2 separate regions of the Triticum aestivum genome follow, and region 2 is linked to region 1. The links are chromatin contacts, called in public Hi-C maps. All regions are on one chromosome and are shown on one strand. Each heading gives the region's core, a stretch centred on a gene start, on an enhancer-like site or on the middle of the called end of the contact. The rest is flanking DNA. Distances are from core to core; before and after follow the strand shown. Region 1 has its middle 360 kb from the start of LOC123189084. Region 2 holds the start of LOC123189085 (protein LAX PANICLE 2).

Evidence for each region. Hi-C and Micro-C count contacts between places; a contact is called where the count stands out from the background.
Region 2: a contact with region 1 is called in a Hi-C map of leaf, with 7 times the contacts expected there. The contact joins the promoter of LOC123189085 here to the enhancer-like site in region 1. A contact is called at or near these places in 2 of 5 Hi-C or Micro-C datasets (both in leaf).

Annotation. Positions count from the first base shown.
Region 1 is chr2A:491,787,495-491,794,466 of IWGSC CS RefSeq v2.1, reverse strand. No RefSeq gene overlaps it. Among protein-coding and RNA genes, the nearest start is that of LOC123189084, 360 kb to the right of the region's middle. Within about 2 kb of position 2,401, at least 4 of the 8 cell types and tissues checked have an H3K27ac peak or open chromatin away from gene starts, as enhancers often do. A contact at or near this core is called in leaf, where this site is marked.
Region 2 is chr2A:492,623,348-492,629,975 of IWGSC CS RefSeq v2.1, reverse strand. It overlaps LOC123189085 (protein LAX PANICLE 2), which reads right to left and starts at 1,320. Exons shown (of 4, transcript XM_044601413.1): 1 at 291-1,320; 2 at 1-5. The coding sequence starts at 1,006.

The DNA of each region.
Region 1 (6,972 bases), core at 1,152-3,651:
TGGGATCGTGGAAAAGTGGCGGCGACAACACATGAATGACCTTGATGGTGGTGCTACTTGAGCACCTGGTCTTGAGCTCTGGGGTGAAAGCCTTGGTCTGCCCCGAGTTGGGTATACCTGACAATGGCGATGTTTTGACGTTGTTATCTTGTTGAAGGCATTGTTCAGAATGTTCGGACTGATTCTTCAGAGTGAAAACTTAGATTCCAACCTTCGGTGGCTGGATCCGGTGACGGTGACACTTGAATGTCACTCCCTTCCTTAAGGCGTTGCTGTTGAAGAACCTTGTCATCCGCGTGGCGTCATGAGATTGTCGGTGCAGATATGGTCATTGTTATAGTTTGCCGATCGTGATGTGATCGCTTTGGGGCTTTTTTCTTTTTTCCTCGCCCACGCATAGCTTTGGTCTTGTATGACTTTGCTATTTGTCGCGTGTTTTTGTGTGTGTGCGTTGATGTTGGCTGTGTGCATCCTAGCTATGCAGAGGCCGGGTGTGTGCTCATTGTGTTTGTATCTTCTTGATGCTCCATTTTGAATCAATAAAATCCACCCTTTATCGAAAAAAACACCATATATATGTGTGCGTGTATACAAAAGCGAAATGCTAGGATCCTATAATATGCCAAAGCGTGACGCCGATGGAGCGATGTGCCCCCTAAAGCTAACCATGCATTGCGCTGTCCTCTGCTGTCGCCGTCCTGCTGCACTAGCTAGCTGATTACAGATCGAGAAGGACGCAGGGCACAATGCAAGTGGCCGGTAGACCATCCTGCTGCACTAGTTACCCGGTAGTACAGCCCGCCCGACGGATCGATCGATCGGTCCCAGGCCTGGGCTACTAGATCGCGGATTGAACTGATTAAAACTAAGCAGCTAATGATCGAAAAACTCTTCTTGGTTGGATGGAATGGATCGGAACTTGCATGGAACGAGAAGATCCGGAACAGGACCGGTGGATGCTTGAGGACCCCAGCCCGGCCGGGCGATCCATGGCCCGCTTTGGTCCCTCCATATCTCGCTCGCGTGACGCACCCAAGTCCACACAAGTAAGGTGCAGGAGTACGTGTGTGTATGTATACATGCTGCTGCTGTTGCGGGGATCTTGTCCAAGTTGCGGCAAGGGGTGGGGTGCGGTGCGGTGGGGTTGTTGACAGATCATCGTCGATTCATTCCATCGGGTCGCACGTCCACGGGTGAGCTTGAGCTTGAGCGTGAGTGAGCTCCAACCCGCTTCGCCATGCATGCATGCAGGCATGCAGCTCGCGATGGCATCCTCTGGTTGCACTTGTCGACCTACAGGGGCGTACACGTGCGTGCGCATGCAGCCACGTACTGGCCGAACCCAAGCTGATTAAACTGGGCGTTTGCTGGCTGGCATTTTCAGTTTCTTTTTTCTTTTCTTTTTTTGCAGGAGTCTTTCAGTTATTTCAGTTAAACAATGTATCTAACTTGCAAACGTGATTCTTAACAATTTTTTAATCGGTAATTAATTAAGCACACTTTGCACCACGCAAGTTTATTACTCAAAATACGGAAATACTCCCATCTAACTGCCGCTGAAATGAGTAGATTATCTTGTGTTTCACGGTCAACCAACGGGCAAACTAGACATTATCAATCGCTGTATAATACTCCCTCCATTTCATATTGTGGTGCGTACATTTTTTAAAGTCAAAATTTGCAAACTTTGATCAAATTTATAGACAAAACTATTCATATCTATAATAAAAATATATAAAGTATGAAGCTACATCTTATAATGCATTCAATGATATATGCTGGGCATTCCTGACGTTAATGTTTTCTACGCAAACTTGATCAAAGTTTCTGAGGTTAATTTTTTTCAAAAAAAACAATATGCACTGCGTTATGAAACGATGAAGTAGCGTTATTGATACGGAAACACGATGGTTTGAACAGAATATGCATTGCGTTTGTACCTTTTCGATCATTGGATAAGACGAAGTACATATAAACCTATATACTAGCAGTGAAAAAACAGTTCTTTCCTGTCCACATCAACAGTTTTGCGTCTTGGCCCGTACGTCGACTACACAGACGATCAAGTCCCCTTCAACCAAAATAAACAATGCTCCTACTCCTACATGCAGTACCGTAAAAACTCCACGGGCCGGAGAGAAGTTAAAACTACTCCTATATACGTAAAGAGTTGAACAAGTATTTCTGAACGGTGGGAGTATGTATGGGTTCGCGTGCAATCACTGCCACACGTGTGTGCCTGGTGGTGGGTTGTGCATCACCTCAGCTCAAGGAAGGGGGAAAAAACAAGTGCCACTATGAAACGTACCTGTCGTTTCACTCAACGTCGCACGTCACGTACGTACCCATCCACACATTTATTCTGTGCATGACAACTCCCCATTCTCCCTCGTCACCATCTCGTCACCACGCTCGTCATGCATGCTGTCGGTCCCGGCTCGCCATGGACGCCACAGCCCGCAAGTACAGTAGGATTTTTGCACTTTCTCTTCCATGCATGTGTATTGCTATTTATTTTTTTGAGTCGATTTATGTATCTATTCCTTCTTTTTAACTTGTTCCGACATTGCATGGTTTGACTGGAGGCAAAATTTATACGAAGTCTTATTTTCGGAGACGGCGAGAGTAGGTCAAAAAAAAAGTTAAACACACACACACACACACTGTCCCGGAGATTATTTCCTGGTGGATCGATACAGGGTAACCAGCCGAAATCAGTAATCTCTGAACCGATGGAATATATAGTACTATAGGGCACGCATGATGGGTGCATGCGAACAGACTGGCACTCGATCGATCGCAGAATAATATGTATGGGTGGTGCATGCAAACTGCAGTGCATGGCCTGCCCGGGATCTGCGTGTCTCGTGTGGAGGGGGCTCCCGTGTCCACCTGAGTGCGGTCGATCATGAGACTGTCGTCGCGTTGTTTTCCATCTCGTCTCGGCCCGGTGGAATTTTAGTCCACCGACTGATGAGATTGTCGTCTGATCCAACGATATGTTGGGACGGGTTTCCCCTTTTGTTGTACGTGCCAAAGCAAAAGATCAATGGTCCTCCTTTCCTCTCTCTGTAGTAAACAGTATCGTGGCTGTTACGACACAGAGGTTCCACAGCTCGAAACCAGGTGACACTCTAGCGTTTTGACGTGGCCAGGTAATATTGCGAGTCCCATCCGATACACTCATACACATGGATACGTAGCTCTAAGACACGGACGTCTCACGCACGCACAGACGCGTGCTGTTACGGGCCGCACAGGACGGGGAGTGATTTGTTGTCGTGCAGGACAGCACAGCTTCTCGAGTCTCGACCGTCTCCTTTCGTTTCATGCTCATGCTTATTAGTGCGTGCGTGCGTGCACGTACATACATATGCCGAGGTCGCTGTTTGACGTGACATGGATTTCCCTTCCCACCATCGAACTGCACGTCGATTAAACGTCTATTCCGCTGCTTCCAGAGAGGACAGTGACTGATCCAGACATATGGGCTCGACCTGCGTATGGCATGCACGGCGAGATTTGCTTGCAGGTGATATCACCGTCCTAGAAAAAGATGATTTTATTTTTGCAATCATAGTTGCCCTATTTAGATTTTCTACTCAGGAAAATTTCAGTAACCAAATGATTGTTCCTTTGGAAAAATAGTACCTTTGTGTGCAGCATTTTAAGTGTCGTGTGTTTTGAGGGATACGTACGTGCTACCGGCCGCAGCTCCATGCAAGCTTAAGTTCCAGATTTTACGATGGTACTAGTAGGAAATAACCCAAATCATAAGGCTGGACTACGGCCAAGGCAAGTCGGTACGACTGCCGGGGCGAAATCAACTGCGTAGTGGTTTCCTGCAGAGTCCATGTGCGCTTGGCCGGCACCAAGACGGGGGATTCTGCAGTGCTACTGCTCGCACTCACTCGCTTGGGCAGGGAGAGCGACTGTAGCACTGGCCGAGAAGCCGGCCGGCCGGCCGGACTCGCATGATCCAACAGCAAGGGGACAAGAGTGCCTGATGATTACCCCGTCCGCGCGCGATCGAGCACGCACGCACGCATGCAGCTGCACTGTTTCGCGGAATGCTACCTCTGCGGTTTGACTTCTGGCGAGCTGGCGGGAACAGAGGATTCGATCGGGAGCAAGTAGCGATGGAGACTAGCATGCCCAATTTAAAACAACCAAGATCGATCGAATCCACTGGGAGCTTTCTTCTCCCTCTTTCACTGTCTCGTTTCATCTCCCTGACTGACCTTGTAGAGACGGATCGATGTGACCTGGCCTTATTTTTTCTACATATCCTCTTTCCGGCCGGAGGTGATAGACGTTGCTCCATGCACTCGATCAGCTGAGCTGCTGCCCCAGCCCATGCAACTCCAACGCGCGGGACAGAGAAACAACGCGCAAAGCACCGTTTTCGGTCCGCTTTCAACCCATTCTCAACCGAAATTTCGACCGCGCTTGCGTTGAAATGGACTGTGCACGGACGGGCGGGACGCGCGCCCTTTTCCTCCCCTGGTCCGCCCGTTCGGGAGACACCCGTCCACTTTCCCTCCATTTTGCCCAAAACCCTCTCGTCCTCCTCCCCTCCCTCCTTCATGGTCGGCGCCTGATGAATCCCCGTGAACCGGCCGCGGTCGCGCGCCCTGCGGCGAAGAAGAAGGCTACCAAGAAGCCGCGATCGGAGCTCACGCCGACGGAGCTCGCCAAGCTCGACGCCGAATCGATGAAGAGCAAGAACCGGCGGACAAAGGTGGCAGAGAAAAAGGCCGCTGCCGACTACACCGCCGAGGCGGCTGTGCTGCGTGCCGCACAACACCAGGCCGAAGTCGACGAGGAGTCCATCGTCGCCAAGGCGCATGCCCTCCTCGTGCTAGCACAGGCTCATCGCCGTTCGTCGTCCGTAGCACCCAGTGGCGGACCTAGCCCACTGGGCCAGGGTGGGCCAACAGTGCAATTGTACATATAATCTTTTTTTTATTTTACTTTTTAGCATTTTCTCTATGGTATAAAGCCCATATTTCCAATCTTAGGGTGGGCCGTGGCCCACCCTGTCCACCCTCTACCTCCGCCACTGGTAGTACCAGTCCTCGAGCTCGTCCGTCACACCGGAGACGCCCGGGTATCGTGCACCGCCGCTGCATGCCCATGGGCAGGCACGGTTCTTCACGTCACCGGAGGGCAGCGTGGTCGCTTCGTTCATGCCCGTAGGCGTCATCGACCTAAACGTGACACCAAGGTATAGTGGCGCTGGCCAGCCGTGCAACAGGACCCAAAGGAAGCAGCCCCGGTCGATCCCTTCGGCCAACATGGTCGGCGCCCGCAAGCTGTTCGATGAAATGCCACTGCCGACGTCGAGAGTCGACGACCCTGACTACGTCGCGTTCATGGAGAACGTCATCTTCGAGGACCGTGGTGAGGACTTCCATGTCGACGGCCAAGGCCAAGCTTTCGATCCCGACGCGACCCAACGCCAGGATGGTCGCGACCAGTATGGTGACACCCAGTTCGCCGGCCATGATGAAGACGACGATGACCATGGCAACTCATGGCATGAAGATGATGACATGTATTGTGAAGATGATGAAGAAAAGGTCAACATTGTGGAGGAGCCCTTGTTTATCGATGAGCTCACCCAAAGGGCGGAAACACAAAAGGAGAGGCAAAGCATTCGCACGGGATCATACACCCAGGAGGAGGACCCTTTGATTTGTGAGAGTTGGATGGACATAGGCCAAGATCCGATGAAAAGTGTCAAGCAAAAAAGATCTGTCTTTTGACAAGCGTTCACAAAAAAATTCATGAGCGAAGGAAGTTTGCCCCCTACCAATTTGCGAGCACCGCGGCATCAACTCAATCCAAAAGAGATGGGGGTTCATTCAACAAGAGTGCAACAAGTATTGTGATGCGCTTGAGAGCGTCGAAGCCCGTCCCGTGAGTGGCCTAGGCGTTGGTGACTTGGTATGAACCTCTTGTTTTTTCATCTTGTGTCCTTTCATCTTGGCATGCCATTTATGTTTCATGCATATTGTGTCTTTCCATGTTACAATTGCGGCCACATCTTTGATCGTGTACGCATTCCAATCTTTGAAAGCCTTCAAGGCCCGGCAAAAGAACAAGCCATTCACTCTCACGCATTGTTGGTCGCTCATCAAAGATTGCCCCGAGTTCAAAGACCAATATGCCGCTCGTAAGAAGAAAGGAGGGAAGGCGGTCATAGCTGAGGAGGGAGACTTGCTCAAGAGGGCGAGGGGCAAGACCAGCTCGAAGGCCGACGAGAAGCATGATGTGTCAAAAGGAAGTGAGGGAGGAGAGGAGGAGCAAATGAAGATATACCTAGACCTTCAAATGAAGAAGCTTGACATGAAGGAGGCCGCAAAGAGGAGGAAGCTTAACATTGAGGAGGCCACTCAACTGAAGAAGCTCGAGATCGAGGCCACCAATGCCGACACCAAAGCAACAGAGATGGCACTCGCGATCATGAGTGTCGACAAGAAAAATATGTCATCGGAGAGGGAAGGCTTGGTTCACGAACCGACAGAAGGAGATGTTCGCCCGAGACGGCCTGTGTGACACCCCGGCTGTTAAGCTATAGTAACCACACACTAATGGTGCCAGGTCATCATAATTATTGTTTTCTAAACCTCACTTTGATCCAAACTGAATTCAAATTCAAATTAAAATAAAGTCAAATTATTATCTATTGAAACGGTAAACCGATGGTTTGAAAATATTCACAAACTAATTATCAGGGAGAAACTAACTTTAATAAAATATTTAATTGCCCTGAAACAATTAAAACAGGGGCCAAGTCTTTACTAAAATGACTTTTCAAAATTATAGAAATTCTAAAATATTTTATTTAAAATCCCAAGACTTTTTGTGGTAGTAATAAATAATGCCTAGTATTTGATTTGACAAATTGTATATTTTACCAAAGCTTTTTGCTAGTTAAACTAATAGAAACAGTAGCTAAAATAAAAC
Region 2 (6,628 bases), core at 71-2,570, 840 kb before region 1:
TCCCTCTGCACAAATCAAGATGACAAAAATCAAAGTCAATAAAACACCGACAGCTAGTCCTCCTAGCAAAACAACACGAATCGAAGCAAAAAAGGATTAAGAACGTGCAGATGAAGGCGCTGCATTTGCAGGATTTGATCATTCAAGGACGAATTAATCAACTGGCATGCAGCGAGTGAAATATGTAGGATGAGGAGGAGTAAGTAGCGATGAACACATGAAATGCTCGCGTGTACCCATGTAGCTAGTGCAGTCGCAGAGAGTGGTAGGACGTGTATATATGCACTCACTGGTGGGGCGCGGCCTGGAAGACGAACCAGACTCCGGCGGCGGCGGCGGCGGTGGCCGCCGGTGGAGGCAGCACAACCCTGGTCGTGTCGAAGCCGGAGGGGCCCGCGGCCGGCGAGCCAGGGCCGTAGAGCCCGCGGTGTCCGAACGGGAGAAGCAGCTGCGGTTGTTGCGCCGCGTGGCTCCAAGGCGGCAGCCAAGGTGGCCCAGCGCGCGGCACAGACATTTGTAACGACGCCTGCGGAATGCCGGGCATGGCGGGGCGCAGGAAGGCTCCGGGCGGCACGTCCATGCCCGGGAGCGTCTCCTGCCGCGGCCCCGCCGTCCCCGCGCGGTCCGCCGCAAAGAGATCGATGTCGGGCGCTGCGCCACTGGGGCCCGGGGACGCCGGGCCGAGGCCGAGGCGCAACCAGTCCCCTCCCCCGGCGCCGCCGCCTCCGTTGCTGCTGCTGCCGCCACTGCTGCTGCCGCTTGTGCCGGCGGGATGGGGCGGCAACACTACTAGCGCCTCCCCGCGTCGCTCCTCCTGGTGCACTTCCTGCCTCTCCTGCGGCGGCGGCGGCTTTGACGGGTCCTGGTTAATGGGCTCCTGGGCCATGTGGTGGCTCGGCCTCGGCGTCGGCTGTGCCGTCAGAGCGTTGACGCCGGCGGCGACGTCGCGGATGAAAGGCGTGCCATGCGCGTCGCGGAGGAGCTGCAGGTTCCGAGCCGGGACCATCCGGGCTGCCGCCGGTTCATTCCATCCACCCGGCCGGCCCGGCCCGGCCCGGCGCCACCCCCGTCTCTCTCTCTCTCTCTCCGCTCGCTAGAACGTCGGAGAGACCGAGACGCGCGCGCGGCACGCACGACGTCGGCACGCGCGAGGCACGTACCTTTGGCCACAGGAGATCGGAGGAAGAAGATGACGAAGAGAGAGAGAGAGAGTATTAGGTAGGCAGGCACGCAAGGAGAAGTAGCTAGAGGAGGAGCCGTAGCAGCATGGCACGAGGCAGCGGAAAGGAAGAGGGGCGGAGAGAGAGACCTCGGTCGATCGGAGATCAAATAGTTTCAGAAGGGGGTAGAGACAGAGAAAACCCGAGCAAGTCGAGTCGTCCGTGTCCGTCCTAGAGAGAGAAAGGGGCCGCTCCCCTCTCTCTCTGTATATCTTTTTAACTTTTGAGTCCTCGCGGTCGCAGGGACAAAAAGAACAGAAGCTCCAGATATTTAACCGCGGGTTTGCTTAGGCGAATAGCTCAGTCGTCCAGGGGCTCTTTTGGAAGAAACCAAAAGAGCGGTCGTGAGCCGCGGGCCCCGCGCGGCAGTACGTGTGGCGTGGCATGATTTACCCTACAGCGCTAAACGATGTGGTGCGTGACATGCGCCGCCCTGCCTAAAGCTTCCGTGTGGGTTTCTGCGCGGTTGCACTGGCTTCTGCATGTCGAGCCACGGCGGCACGTCCAAAATTAGCCAAAGATTGTGAGCGCTCAAACAAAATGCGCAAATGACCGTCCTTACTAAGAAATCATAATTTCTTTTACAATACTTATTACTTATACTCACTCCGATCCATATTAATTATTGCTGATTTAGTATAATAATACGTTATTTAGCAACTTTGCAGAAACACTTTCCACCTCATTCACGAGCGGCGCCCAAACGCGTATAGGGCTACCCTGCCTCCTGTGGTCGCTGTCGTGAATTTAAGACTGACAGTAGAATAGGGGGTAAGTATGAAGAGGCAAGATCCTAGCTATGAAGGAGTTGTATACGCGAGTTTTACGAGTTCAGGCCCTTCTCGGAGGAAGTAACAACCTTACGTCTCGGTGCCCTGAGGCGGTCGACTGGATTATATATGTGTGTGTGTGAGTTTACAAAAGATGCGAACCCTTGTCCCAGAGGAGGGGGTGGCTTATACAGAGTGCGCCAGGGCCCCAGCTCCCCTTTGTTACACAGGATTCAATGTTCATAAAGGAAAGGCGTTACTGGTAACGTCTACAGTAAAGCGCCATAAATGTTCATAATGCTATGGTTTAAGTCCTGACCGTTGCAGAGTGGAGCGTTCCTCATCTTCTGGTGGTCGAGTGTCTTCAAGGTGGTCGAGTGAGTGCATCTCCACGGTCGAGTGGTTGATGGTTTCTCTTCGACTGTTTCTGATTCTTTGTAGAGATGTCCTTGGGGAGGGTAAGTTGGACAGGTCCATGACCCTACCCTAGGTACATAGCTTTATCATTAGCCCCCGAATGGATCAGGGTTTCAGTGAGGGAGGGGTTGAGAACACTTCCGACCCACTCTTTGTGCCATGAATATGCCTTGTCTGGAACAATGAGTTGAGGTGACGACGTCGACTATTTTCTCAATCGCCTTGGTCCATTCTTGGTTGTTGTCGAGTGAACCTTCATGGTAAAATTCCTAATGATGATGTAGAGGGTGTTTGTCTTCAGTCTGACAGGTTGTTCTGCTCTCCGCGGATCTCGCGCTCTTTGTGCCATGAATATGCCTTGTCTGGAACAATGAGTTGAGGTGACGACGTCGACTATTTTCTCAATCGCCTTGGTCCATTCTTGGTTGTTGTCGAGTGAACCTTCATGGTAAAATTCCGAATGATGATGTAGAGGGTGTTTGTCTTCAGTCTGACAGGTTGTTCTGCTCTCCGCGGATCTCGCGGGATTCGAATTTTGGAAAGTGCGCCAGACGGGCGGAACCGAAGTTATCGGGACGGATTAGGCAAGTCTCCTCGATCCCCGCGCCACCTTTTTCGCCACGTACTACGCGCGTGACTGTTCTGGGATTTGTTTAGATCGCTTGGGTCCACGAGTCAGCCACTCGGTGAAAGGCCTTATAAAAGGTCCCGGGCCAGGCCTCTGCTCCGCGTGCTCCCATTCTCTCTTCTCTTTCCTCCGATCTCTCCGCCACTCTCGCTTCCGCTTCGTCACCGGACCTCTGTTCGAGCTCGACCCGTCACCATGGGGAAGGAGAAGACGGCGGCGCTGGAACGCGCGAAGAAGGCGACCGCGAAGGCGAAGGGCAAGCGGACCAGCCGGGGCGGATCCTCGTCGAGGTCTGGCCTGCCGGCGGACTGGATCCAGGGCGATTGGATCCGCTCGGCAATCACGCAGGACGACCTCGACGACCTAGTGGAGGGAGGATTGATCCTTCACAAGTCGGCTCGGCTCCCGGGGGACGAAACCGAGCCGCAGCCTAGAGAGGGTGAGTGCGTCCTCCTCGCAACACACATAGATCACGGATTCTCACTGCCCCCACCCTTTCTTCCGGGGTTTTTTGAACTTCTTTGGGGCTCAGCTCCACCATTTCACTCTGAACACCATAGTCTATCTGGCCGCTTTCGTGTCCATGTGCGAAAACTTCTTGGGCTGTCGACCGCACTGGGGGCTTTTCAAACATCTTCACTTGCCGTTCCCAGTCGGTCAAAAAGGCCAAGTCGAGTGATGAGAGGACGCGGGTGATCCAGATGTGCGGTGGTCTAGGGATCCAGATGAGGAGCAAGAGTACTTTTCCAGCCATGATCCTTCCTGACTCGGTCCGGGGCTGACAGTCGACTTGGTTCTACTGCAAGGATCAACCAACCCATGGCCAGTCGACTGGACTTCCTCCATTTTCCTTGGCTCGAGTGGAGAAGCCTGCTCCCCTGAAGGTAGTTCCAGAAGAGAAGGCGCAGGTCAAGGTGCTGGTTGAACGGGTCATCCAGCTTGTCCGCGACGGAGTGATCGGGATGGATCTGCTGGAGGTCTTCCTCGGTCGACGCATCCAACCTCTTCAGGCGCGCGATCATCTGATGTGGATGTACTCTGGGCTCGAGGATACCACTCGGATCCACCCGGAGGAGGTCAGCGAGGATATCTTGGAGAACTGGTTGAGGGGAATCACCGGCAACAAAGACAACCCTCGAGGGTCCAGGAGGGTGATTCCATTCGACAACTCGCACCAGTCGGAGCAGGTATATTTCTGTTTTATCAAGTATCTTTCCGATTCACCATGTGATGTCCCGTTTGCGGTCGACTGAATTTCCTTTGATTGTTATCCTTTCAGGCCCTCATTGAAATGTACTCGATGCCCAACAGAGTGTAGGACCCAGGTGCTAAGGAAGAAGGGAGCGGGGGCGAGAGCGGCAAGGAGCATTTGGAAGCCGAGGAGGACGAGGAGAGCGATGAATCGACTGATGAGGAAGAAGTCGACTCGCCTCCTCGCAGGGAGAGGAGGTCCAAGCACACTCATGACCCGGCAAGCGCTCCGGACTTGGTGGTTGCGCCAATCGGGCAGTCCTCGAAGCGCCCCAGGACGTCTTCCCCGACGCCGACTGAGAAGGCTCCAAAGCAATCTAAGGTCGCGCCGCCCCCAGCGCCGAAAGTGCCGAAAGCCATCTCCTCCAAACTGCCAAAAGCTTTACCCAGGATCAAAGTGACCGTTCCTACTATCTTCACGTAACCATCTGACTTGTCCTTTATGTGGATTCGATTAACTGGGTGTAACCGATTGAATGCAGGCCTTTGCAGTGCTGCTACGTCAGGGACCTCTTCATACCAGTACCGGGACGAGGAAATGGAGGATGCGGTAACCTCCAACCCAGGTATAAACTCTTGCGATTTCGATTCTTGATCCTTTTAGGGTCGAGTGGTTCACTTGGGGTCGAATGTTCTGTCTTGCAGCTCCACCCAACATCATTGATCTTCCGGATGACGACGAAGATGTGGCTCCTAAGCCTAGGAAGAGCAAGAAGGTAACATCTGGCAGGGTGGCTCGACAAGAACCAACTGCAACGCCTCCCATCCGTCAAGCTGAAGACGCGGGCAGGGCCACTGTGACGTTCGCTGCACCCTTGCCGAGTGGGAATCCCACGCGGTCGACCGCGCCTGTGGTTCCTTCGACTATCCAACTCCACACCACGGAGCTTCAAGCAGCCGCACCTGGGTCGTCTGCACACTTTTTCACCACCCACCCCGTCCCAGACAACCAGTCGGAAGCGGGTGTGGAAGCCATCCGACAGGCTGGTATGATGATGGAGCGGGTGAAGGTAGTGCACGAGAGCAGTCAGGCTGCCTACGACGCTAGTGCCGCCCTTCGGGCCAATGTCCAGGTGAGTAGACTTTCCGACTGTTTTTGTTCTCAAAAAATTTTCTTCTACACAATCTCCTGTTGTTTGCGTCGAATTAGAGCACCCACTGGGTGTCGCTGTCTTTTTTGGTAGTTTCGCTCTTCCACTCGGTCTGGGCGAGTGGGACCAGAACTGATGGGGGCACGCTAAGTGCACCCACTGGGTGTAGTCCCCGAGACCGCGGTCGACTGCTGGCCTGAGTTCTTCTTTCTTGACGGTGCAATTGTTCTTTCTCTCCTTTTTTTGCACTCGACTCCGGCGGGCCGGTTGAGTCGGATCAGAACCGGTGGGGGCACGCCAAGTGCACCCATTGGGTGTAGTCCCCGAGACCGCGGTCGACTGCTGGCAGTCGACTGGGGTCTGAACAGCTTGTTGCCCACTTCTTTAGGTTTTATTCACTCGGAAATGAACTGCCTTCGAACCTATCGATTGATCTGTCTCTTGCCTCCTACAGAAGTCTTGTACTCTTATCTCCAAGTTTGCCGAACTTGAAGAGAAGCAGAGGCAACTCAACTTAGACTTGGAATTGGCTCAGCAAAATCTGAAAAAAGCTCAAGACGAAGCCGCTGGTATGGAAGGTAACTGATTGCCGACTGAATTTCAATATATCTCTTTGACCTCTTCTTTGATTCGATTACTTCTTTGCAGAGAAAATGAAGCTGGCTCTGGACAAGAAGGACTCGGACCTCACCGCCGCGCAAAAAGCAGCCCAAGACAAAACCGCTCTCGCGGACAAGAAGCTTGCTTCAGTCGGAACGCTTGAAGGAGAGGTGAATAGACTGAAATCTTGTCTTAATGAAGCTAACCGCGAAGTGACCAGCCTGAAGAAGGACAAGGTCGTCCTGAACGAAAAGTTGGAGTCTGCGATCCGCAAGAGGAATGACACAGAAGCTTATCTGAGGACCCTCGCCAAGAAGCTTTATCTCGTGCTGGAAGGTATTTCTTTTAATCCGACTGTGTTGATGCTTGCAATTGGGTCTTGCTCGATTGATGGACTGACTTTTGGCTGCAGAACTCTGCCAAGACTTCGACGAAGAAACTGGAAGGGTCGAGACGGGTCTGGACCCTATCGCTTCCCAGTCTGCGATGAAACTGCGATGAACGTGCTCCAACTGGAGTCCCATATCGCCAGCACCACAAGCTACCTCGCACACCTGAAGGAGGTTGTCTCTCGAATCGACTCGACGCTTTGGCCAGGGGTGACGCTTCAGAACAATCTAGAATCTCTGATGACTCGCCTGAATGAGATCC